Linked DNA regions of Mus musculus: region 2 is linked to region 1. A link is a contact called in public Micro-C data. All regions are on one chromosome and are shown on one strand. Each heading gives the region's core, a stretch centred on a gene start, on an enhancer-like site or on the middle of the called end of the contact. The rest is flanking DNA. Distances are from core to core; before and after follow the strand shown. Region 1 overlaps Arl15 (ADP-ribosylation factor-like 15). Region 2 overlaps Arl15 (ADP-ribosylation factor-like 15).

Region 1 (5,002 bases), core at 1,712-4,211:
TCACACACATAAGTGCACGTGCACACACACGTACACACAAACACACACTCGTCAAGTAGACCATATATTCATACAGGATTAGAGGCAGTATATAGTCTTTGTCGATATCCAACTTTGTCACAGCTACACTCAATACCAAACGGACAAAGCTGTGTCCCAACAGCAGTGCCTAGAAAGACACACTCAGCCCATTTGCTATAACTTCCCAATCACCAGATTAATAAAAATGCCAATCTCTGGTTTAGACAAACAGGACTGAAAAGCAGCTAGAGTCTTTGTCTCTCCCAAGACAGTCAGAAAAGCTACCTAGCATCTAAAAGCCACAGCCATATGCAAACAGAGAAGACTACAAAGAAGAGCTGGGGGAGGGGACCTGAGCAAGTAAGCAACAGGGATCCCTCCCATCTTCACAAGAGAGGAGAAGTTCCCACCCCCACGCCCCAGTAGCCCCCCTCACACACACACACACACACACACACACACACACACACACACACACACACCATGAGATTATTGCTCAGAACCAAGCAACAACCACAAGACAGTGTGGAAAGCTGTGAGTGCCTTCAAGTCTCTTACACAGTACAGGGTGTAAGTAGTTTAGGCAAGTTCACAACTGCCCCATGTTAGACACACTGCAGCCTTGGCTGAAAGGGAAAGCGGGTATTGCCTACCCATTGAACAATGTGTGTTTCATGGGGCTCCGTAGTTTATATTTTCTCCATTGAGATATATATATATATAAAATCTGCTGCACAAGATGAAATGTGCTTTCATTAGTCAAATGGAGGCAGCGAGAGCACAAGAAAATTCAGAGGCATTAAAGGCACATCTATCACTAGTCCCGTAAACGTAAACTGAGAGATGGGGAACGGTTTTCCCGACAACGTCAAGTACTTAACCTATCCAAACCGCCGTTTCTACAACTAGAAAAATGAGGTTGTTAAATAAGACCCCCTCTAAGGTCCCCTAAAGCTCTAACATCCTGTGGTTCCTTTAAATATGTCATCTGATCAAATAAACAAGGCATAAAATGGACTGTCATAACTCCCTTCGAAAAACAGGAAACTCCAATGACCATTGTGGAGGAGAGAGGAGAGCCTTTAACTAAAGGTGGGGGGTGGGGGGGGGATTTTACTTAAAGAACTTCACACATTGCTAAAAGACTAGCATTCCATTCAACCCTTCCAATTTCCCGCAAAACAAAAGTGTAAGAAGGGTAGTTAACTTTTTAAAAACACTATAAATGTGTCTTGTAAAATTTATACTGTTTCTTCTTACAGCGAATTTAAAATAGTTTTCAAGTCCAAAATGGTAAGTGCTGTAGCTGGCCAAGGACTGGACACCCTACAGCACCCTCTCTACTGTCAAAACCCTGAAGAGTCTGTGGAAAGACAGGATGGCAACGCATCTTTAGCAGAGCTTGGAAGACCTCACCCAAATGATGGTCCCCTTAACAATGTACTAGTTCATCAAAACTTAGGAAAGATCACAGAGTGTCCAGAAGAAATGTGCGTCGCAGAATACAAAGTGAGTAAGTAACCTTTCGAGTTAAGTAGAACAAGGAGAAGAAAGAAACGGCAAGAGGCAAGGGGCAGCTTTGGAAGGAGAAAAAAAAAATCATTCAACAAAATGTTCCCACTATTTTTCTGGGAAATCATCTAAGTTTACAACTTAGGTAATCAGACTCTTTCCAATAAATTGGTCATAACTCATGCTAAAAAGCAAATAAAGAGAAACCCTAATATCCTGAGGAATCAATGCAGGAAAAATGTAACTTAGGACATAGAACGGGAAGTCTTGAATGGAAGCAAAGCTGAAAAGCCATTATTTCACTATTCTGGGGGGGAGGGGATGGAACATAATGCAGAGAGATTTACCTTGAACCCCAAATTACAGCATCTTTGATGCAGCTGACAAACCGTTCACAATTCAGTTCAAACCCACATAGGAGAGGCCTTTAAAAGCAGAGTTCTTGGCAGTCTACCAAAGGATGGCTGAATGGCAAGGGCCAAAAGGGAAGGAAGAACCTGGAAGCAGCAAGGAAAAGCCACAAGGGGACCAGAGAGAGCTATCAGGGAGCCCTCTAATCCCTCCTTGCACTCAGTAATAGATACCACCTCCATTACTACTGCCTGGGGAAGAATAAGACAAGACACCCTTCTCTATCTCCACTCTGACATATCAAGACGGTCTGCGTGGGTTTTCCCAAATGCCAGGTCTCAGAGAAATGAAAGAACTTGCTTTGGTGCTTGGAGCCTTCCGCCCCCACCAAGTCAGTTCCCTCCATACTCTCTGCCATGCCACGGTCTCAGAATTCTAACCCTCCCGCCCGCCCACAGCCTCCCAGCCACTCATCCACACCAAGGGACAATAATAGGAAAACGCAGTTCCAGACATGTCTCGGCATGTTCAGGATGGAGATGGCCCTCACTCCTCAAACTGCTTTGGATGAAAGAGGCGCAAAGGCTCGTCCCTGTGACCCAAGCATTAAAAAATGCGTGCTCGGTCGGTTCCGCCTGAAAGGTCCCACCCAGAGATGCCCTGTGGCATGGCATGTGCGACCCTCCCCAGCTCTGTAGCATTGATGATTGAACACCGGAGAGGGATTTGGGTCACATTTATTTATTTATTTATCTTAAGCCCCTGTGTCTCTCGCTTTCCTCGAGGAAACCTGTGACTCTCGGAAGAGCCGTGGTAGCTGTGACCCCACGCTGGAAGGAGGTAGGATCAAAGGCAGCCTGGCCAGACATGGGAAACCATTTCCACTGAGAGTGGACATACTGCCTGTCAAAAGGTTACTCCCACCGCGATGGGACAGCAGATCACATTACTAGAAGTAACAACATGAAAGGGCAAAATCTGGCCACAGTCCCCCACATACATGTTTTTCTTTCCACCAGGGGCAAATGGGAGACACCAGCCACCTCGGAGTTCCCGTCTTATCACTTGTGGGGGGATGGGAACAGGATGGGCGAGGCGGGAAGGGAGCCTTTCCCTAATCAATACAGACCCTGAGCCGCAGCCACTGTTTAATTCCTTTTATATTTTTCTTTTCATTCAGAAACAGCTCACATTCACAGAGACTTTTCTGTCTTCAACTTTTTTTTTTTTTTTTTTTAAATCCGAGCAATCGCAAGCTATATTCTGTGGAAGACAAAATAACTTTGGAGGCGTAAATCTTAATGTCAATGACAGGAAGGCTTTGGTGAACCATTACCATAAATCTGACAAACGCTAATTTGATGGGTGGCTGTATCTGCCTGCTGCACGGACAGTCTAGACAGTCTATTGAGAAATCTTAAAACACAACTGTTTGTTCCCTGTAACACCATCTGGATGTGGCAATAAGCGCCGACCCAGTGCCATTCACACATGGATCAAAGCACATGCTAATGCTATCATGAAGTCATACACATAAAAAATTCAATCTGAGAACGCAAAGCAATTTTCCTAAGTCTTCAGTGAAGAAACCCCCAGACTTAGTGAGCGAAGTGTGTGAGGGGGGGAAGGGGAGGAAGGGGAGGGTGGTGGAGGAACCGAATATTTAATGAGCCTGGCTTCCAGAGGAATGTTAGGCCACCCATTGTATTGGGAAAAGGCTCATGTCACGCTTCAGTCTTGGTACCCGTCGGGGTGCCCCTTTACAAAAATTGATCTGAGGAGGATCTTTGTCATTACCTGTTTCAGCAGAGGGGAAGAGGGCGGACTCGGGGATGCGAAATAAAAGATGGGTACAAGGTGTAAATCGAATATTATAACGTATCGGTCTGAAGTGGCGGAGACGTTCAATACCCGCAATATGAAAAATCTTTCTCATTAAACTGAATGTGGCATCAGATCAAAGAATCGTGGGCCTCCTATTGAACTCCTTTAAATATTACAAACATAAGAGCAAGTCTGGCTGTGCATAAAACAGAAATGAAGCCCCCCACGCCACACCCCCTGCTACCCCCACCCCCTGTACCCTTATCCTACAGCAGGCTGGAGAAGGACACTGCTCATGAAATCTCTGCGTGTGGGTCAAAACACGAAGAATCTTGACGTTTCCCCACATTCAATAAGGTACCAATAAATTAAAATTGGAATTGAGCAGCACTTTCATAAACACATGTCTTCTACCATTTTAAGGCACAATTTTAAAATACATCATTAAAGGGCACAGAGGCACTCTCTGACTCTCACCACCTTGCTGCTGGAAGGGAGTTCTTGCTTGATGCAAGTGTTTCACTCCACTGGGCAGTGCTACCAGTGAGCTTGATGCCTGTGCTTCCTGGCTGGCTGACATCATCTCCCATCAGAACCTAATGGGGGTAGGGTGGGGTGTCCATGACACAAAACACCTTAGCATATGTTGTTATTATTATACTTATCTCTGTCTGCTAAGAGGCAATAAATATGTCATGTCTCTATTTCATTCACTCGGCCTAAGTCATACAAATTCCCACCGGCGTATTTTATTTTATTTTATTCTATTTTATAGTGGTTATAATCGGAGTGTCTGCATTATGTATGTATGGATGTGCACAAACACACACATTCAACTAGATGAATTGTCCTAGTGTGTTATCCAGGCCACGGGCGGTGGGTTACTCAGCAAAACCAGTGAGAAATTACATGCTTTGTCTATCAGAAGACTGTGGCTTATGCAGCAAATTTCCAGCTTGCACGGTTACTAGAGATTTACCCACATAGAGGAAGCTTCAAATGGGAACTGAGGCAAATCCCTTCTGCCCCGCAAAGTGCAGACGCTTCGTGTCCTTCAAGTGTATCTGCTGGAATATGCAGAGGCAACGCGGGATCACAGCAAGAACGCACTGCCGCTTCTAAAATGTGAATTTTTAGAAGGCCAGCCCAGGGCTATGATTTTACAGCGCTGGTGATGTATCCAGTCAATCGATGAGAAAACCAAAGACTGACAGGTGTGTGTGTGTGGGGGGGGGGGTGATGTTCTGATGTTCTTAACATTCAATTTCCAAGGAAGACACTTCCCAAAGTATTT
Region 2 (5,002 bases), core at 1,718-4,217, 100 kb before region 1:
TCTTATGAACTTGGCTTGTTTTAAAATTGTCACATTCTTCCACTTCTTAAGAGGGGAATGAAAAGCTCTATAATACAAGCATGTCAGAAATACATGGACTATGAATAAAATTGAAGTCCAAGAATAAAAAAAAAAGATTATTGAAAATCCAACATATTCTAAAAAACGTAGACTACACAAAGGTAAAACATCGATGATTATGGCAAAGAACTAGGATATGTACCACAGACAGAAGAGTTTAATGCCAATACTTGCTCTCTTGGAGGAGCAAAAGGCCTTCTTAAGGAAGAAAGATCTGGAGTCTCTATTTGGGTGGGAAAAGTCAACAATGGTGTGAAATCAAGACCAAAATCAGCTGTGAGCTCGGAGATACTCTGTGATGCTCAGTTCGTCAGCCATTGAGCTAGAAACATCCTAGAGGACAAGTTGATAGACTGATCGGCCACCCAGGAATCTAGCCCACGGTTCCCTCATCCTGGGCTTTGGGTGATGGTGGTAATTAAATAAAGCAACCAAATAGAAAGGAATTATTATAGATTGCAGAGGTCCTCGAGGAAGACTATTAGCAAAACGAGGTGTGGCGTTTTACCTCTCTCTCTTTTTGAAGTTGTTGCTCCAGACCTCAAAAGCCCTTTCCCACTTTCCTTTCACCGTCTAGAATTTGTGAAGTTGATGAATGAAGACAGAAGTGAATGAGTCAGAGATGCTGCTGCAGGGCGGGTTAAGGCGAGCGAGCGCACTCAAGGAGGAAGTGGGTGTTTACAGCCATGGCTTGAGGTGTCACTAGCTCCCCAATGCAGTCTTGTGTTATTTCTCAAAACAAAGGTGGACAGGACAGCAGTGAAGCCCAGATCGGCAGACTTCCCCCAGCACTGCTGCTACACAATAGCTACTTTGTTTCACAGTATATAAAACTCATTTGGCTTAGTTTCTTCAATACATCACACTCATTTCCACTGAGCTCATTTGTAGAAAGGGCCCATCTGTAAATTGGCAGCTGGGACCTCTCCAAGTAGCAAGACACAACCAAAGAGAAAACACTTGATTCCTGACTTCAAAGTCAAAAGAGATTATTAAATTATATTTCAGAAATCAAATTCAAAAAAAATTTGGTTTTCAAAATTCAAAGACATGTTGTACTGAAGGTTTTTTTGTTTTGTTTTGTTTTTTAAAGCCTATGATTTGAAATCCAAAGGCTTGGATTTAAGTCACTAGGTTGATCTTGCCTAATTCATTACTCCATCTCTATGGCTCTTAGGGTCTTCATTCAAAAATGGATTCAGAAATAAAAGGGAAATTCTCAGCACAGTTAAAAAAATTATCTGATGGGTGTGAAACATGTTTTCTGCTATATTCACACTAATTCATATTAACTTTAGTCCCTTGTGTCCCTACAGTATTCGTTTCATTATTTCTAATGGGTCTACTCATAAGCTATTATAACTATCTGTTCCATGTAGTTGATTTGAACAAGGGATGCTCTTATCTTTCTTTATACCTGCTTTGCAGTATATAAGATGATGATGATAATGATGATATGTGTGTGTGATAAGTACACACACATGATAAGTACACAATAAATGTGCAAAGGGTATTAGTTAATAGAATAAATGCATGCTGTTATTAAATAAATAATACAAATTTAAAAACACCAAAAAGCAAGCTTAAAAACCTGAACCAAGGCATATTTTTTTTTTATCTTTGAGGAGGCCTCTTTTTTTCAAAACTTATAGATAAGGAGGCATAGGGACAAACAGGGAAAGCTTCAATAGATAAGTTTTCTGTGGATTGGGACCTACCTGGCATATGTTTATCCACTCAACAGCATTCTCTCTAAGATAGCCAAAACCTCCAAATCAAGGCTGGAAGGGCACCCTCATGGCACAAAGGAAATATTTTCTCTTCTATACATTACAGCCCTCACACAAGCATTAACCACAGAGCTTGATATAATGACCATACCGGTCAGTGACATACTATTTCTCTTAGCATCTATATTTCACACACACAATGTCTTACATCTCTTACACATAAATGTGTGTGTGTGTATATATATATGTATATATATATATATATATATATATATATATATATATATTACATATTGAATTCAAACAAAAGCCTATACTGCCAGATACTCTTTAATCCCAGTGGGAGAGGGATTTTATTGTCTAGTAATTCACATATAATTCACACTGAGTTAATAATAGCATTATCAGCAACTGTAAGGATTTCTCTTTCATAGTATAAAGAAATTCCAAGGCCCCTCTGGATATGAAGAGAGACTAGGCTTAGATGTAAGGTCACTGTCAGGGCCATAATTGTAGAAATGAGATGAGTATCTCTTAACTAATCTATTGTCTTTAACCTAAAAGGAGTAAACAACTACAAGATAGAAAACACTTCGGGTGGAACTGGAGGGAGGGGAATTTTACTTCCCAATTAGATTTTTATTAATTATATTCTAAAAGGAAGTCAAACAAGCCACACACACACCCTTCTGTGCAGATGGGAGCAGTTAGGAGCTGCCTCTGGTCGTGGAGCTAGAAGCCCCTAGATATATTTTTAGACCATTTCCAAATAGGAATGGCGGGCTCCTCATTAATGTTGAGCAGAGAGTGCAGCAACCATGTGTGGTTTGGTTTCTTTCACATCCAAGCTCGCTTCAAGACAGGCCAGGCATGGCAGGATGCTTTAAAACTTGCAGCAGTAAACGACTGGAAGGTCCCGTAATTATTTTATAAACAGATGCGAGATAGGAGCAAGTGACAGTCCTCTTTGCTGTGATTCAGAGGTGACTGAAAACCAACTTGGGAATTAATGGAATTAATTTGGAACTTCAGAGATCTGAAAGCTTTCTAATACCGGGGATTTCAACTTTGCAATTTCAGGACAACCCTGCTGCTGGCCTTTCTTGACCTGTTGTGAAGTAAATCAGGCACACTAATGTGGGCTAACAAGTCTTTTTCACACTGTTCCATCAGCCTGCCTCCCCTTTCTCCCCAGACATGCCTTTCTGCCGCACTCTGTCTAGCCACCCCTCGTCAAAGCACACAAAATGGCCACTGTAGCGCCGCATTACTGCTCATTAGGTCACAGGGTAGTCAAGTGGAACTGCCCGGGGTTCCCAAAGGAGAGCTATACTTCAAAACTCTGTCCATGTCAAATAAAGAAGAAGAAGAAAAAAAAAAAAAAAAAAAAAAAAAAAAAACCCGAGCGTGGGGTCAGCCAGATCAATGATCAAAAGAAACCGAGAATGAAGGAGATAAAAAGCACGGCCTCGTTTTTGTTAAACACACACAGGTCTGATTTATTAGCAGGGATATAGAGATAGGATGAGCTCTCTCTCCCCCTCTCTCTCTCTCTCTCTCTCTCTCTCTCACACACTGTGTGTTTCGGGTTTTTAACAAAGTAATTTGCTTTAATCAGGTCCCGTCGGCTGTTAAAACTTCAGACTTTAAAAAAATTCTATGACCCATTCTTGAAATTTCCCTAAAAGAAAGTACACTCCAGGAAATCCAGTTTTTAGGAGGACGATTACAGGGTTCCAAGAAAACACTTGAAAAGCAATAAAAGTAATAGGGAGTAATCCACCTTTAATGCTGGGGGAGATTCTATTTAAATCCGAAAGACCCGGTGCCACATACACTCTAAAATAATCCCAGCCACCTCTTGGGCCTTCAAAGGCTGAAACAAGCAGGCTGTCAATCACAGGCCCTGAAAGGCCAATTTCTGGGCTGCTGGGAGGCCACCAACCTCTGCAGGTGGCCCACACCTCTCCCATCACCATCATTCCATGCCCTCTCAGAGGAGCACATTTCACACATGCATTTACAGTTTTTGAGGGAAGATAATTTAACCGTGCTGCACACACGGCCCGGTGAAATTGAGCAGAACGACCTGTCTGCAGCAGAATTTACAATTCGTTTTCTCAAACGAAAAGTCACAAGATTTTGTTTCTCTAAGTTTCTTCCTCAGAGAAGAGTATATTTTAGTACCTAATGGCGAAAGAGAGAGAAACGTTTTGACAAGAACGCTATCAATGTATGTCAGAGTGAAAGTAACACAAATACGCATAGTGTACACTTGACAAAAATTACAAGTTGTATAAAGTTTTCTGTGCTCTTCTGCTCTTTGCTGAACTACTTTCCTGCCTGTGTTTGGAATGCAGTCTTTAGGAATACTCCAGAGGCTATGTATGGAGTGTGCCTAACTTGGACATCCTCCTGTTTGACTCTCGTGAGCCTGAGGAGCACCCCCCACCCCCCGCGGCAGACCCCAGTCCTCACTCCCTCAACTGAACATCCTAGGGCCTCAAAAGTAGCCTGTCAGGAGTGAGGAAGACAGCAAGGGGCAGGCGACGCTCGAAATCCTTCATTAAGCCTTGTCCTCACTATGAGGCAGGGTCTAGGGCTATCCATCCCACTTTCTAGATGAGCAAAGTTTCAAAGTGTGCTCTCCATCACGCACCTGCTCAGGAAGAAGGGGAACCGCAGAGAGCCATTAACCATCTCCACACCGAAAGGTGAGTATCCACTAGGCTCCATGCTTGGACCCTAGGTCCCCAGGAGCTTCAATTGTACAGTCCAGTCTTACTTCGGAAATGCCGGCATGTGTACCTATGTAAACATACTCAAAGCTATTCAGTCCCAGCTTCGTTTATGAACTGAAAAACCCAGAAACAACTTAAACTTCCCCAGTAAGGGAATGAATACATAAACATTCACAGAGGAGGTCGTGTTCTGGAATACATGGAAATACTGAAAATGAGTGAAGTAGGACCTACATAGTCCATATATACATATACACGCTCAGACACGGAATTGGAAAGTATATTCCAATACATTACATAATACACTTCTGAACTGAAGCCGTCCATAAAATCTCTTGCACCTCACCTGGAAACATGACTAGGAAGGGAAGCAGGACAGCGTGCCCTAGATAAGATAGGTGACAACAACTTCAGGATGGCACTTGCTCTTAAGTGAGTGAGGACGGGAAA

What was found. Hi-C and Micro-C count contacts between places; a contact is called where the count stands out from the background.
Region 2: a contact with region 1 is called in a Micro-C map of stem cell-derived motor neurons, with 2.0 times the contacts expected there. The contact joins two enhancer-like sites. A contact is called at or near these places in 1 of 39 promoter capture datasets (hippocampal neurons), 14 of 484 Hi-C or Micro-C datasets (the G1E-ER4 cell line, the HPC-7 cell line, cerebellar granule neurons and 10 more), 3 of 115 datasets of contacts at active chromatin or transcription factors (all in embryonic stem cells) and 1 of 9 other capture datasets (embryonic stem cells).

Annotation. Positions count from the first base shown.
Region 1 is chr13:113,878,515-113,883,516 of GRCm38.p6, reverse strand. The region is part of intron 1 of Arl15 (ADP-ribosylation factor-like 15); the gene reads right to left. Among named protein-coding and RNA genes, the nearest start is that of Arl15, 87 kb to the right of the region's middle. Within about 2 kb of position 2,961, at least 43 of the 459 cell types and tissues checked have an H3K27ac peak or open chromatin away from gene starts, as enhancers often do. A contact at or near this core is called in stem cell-derived motor neurons, where this site is marked.
Region 2 is chr13:113,979,661-113,984,662 of GRCm38.p6, reverse strand. All of the region lies in intron 4 of Arl15 (ADP-ribosylation factor-like 15), which reads right to left. Among named protein-coding and RNA genes, the nearest start is that of A430090L17Rik, 170 kb to the left of the region's middle. Within about 2 kb of position 2,967, at least 22 of the 459 cell types and tissues checked have an H3K27ac peak or open chromatin away from gene starts, as enhancers often do. A contact at or near this core is called in stem cell-derived motor neurons, where this site is marked.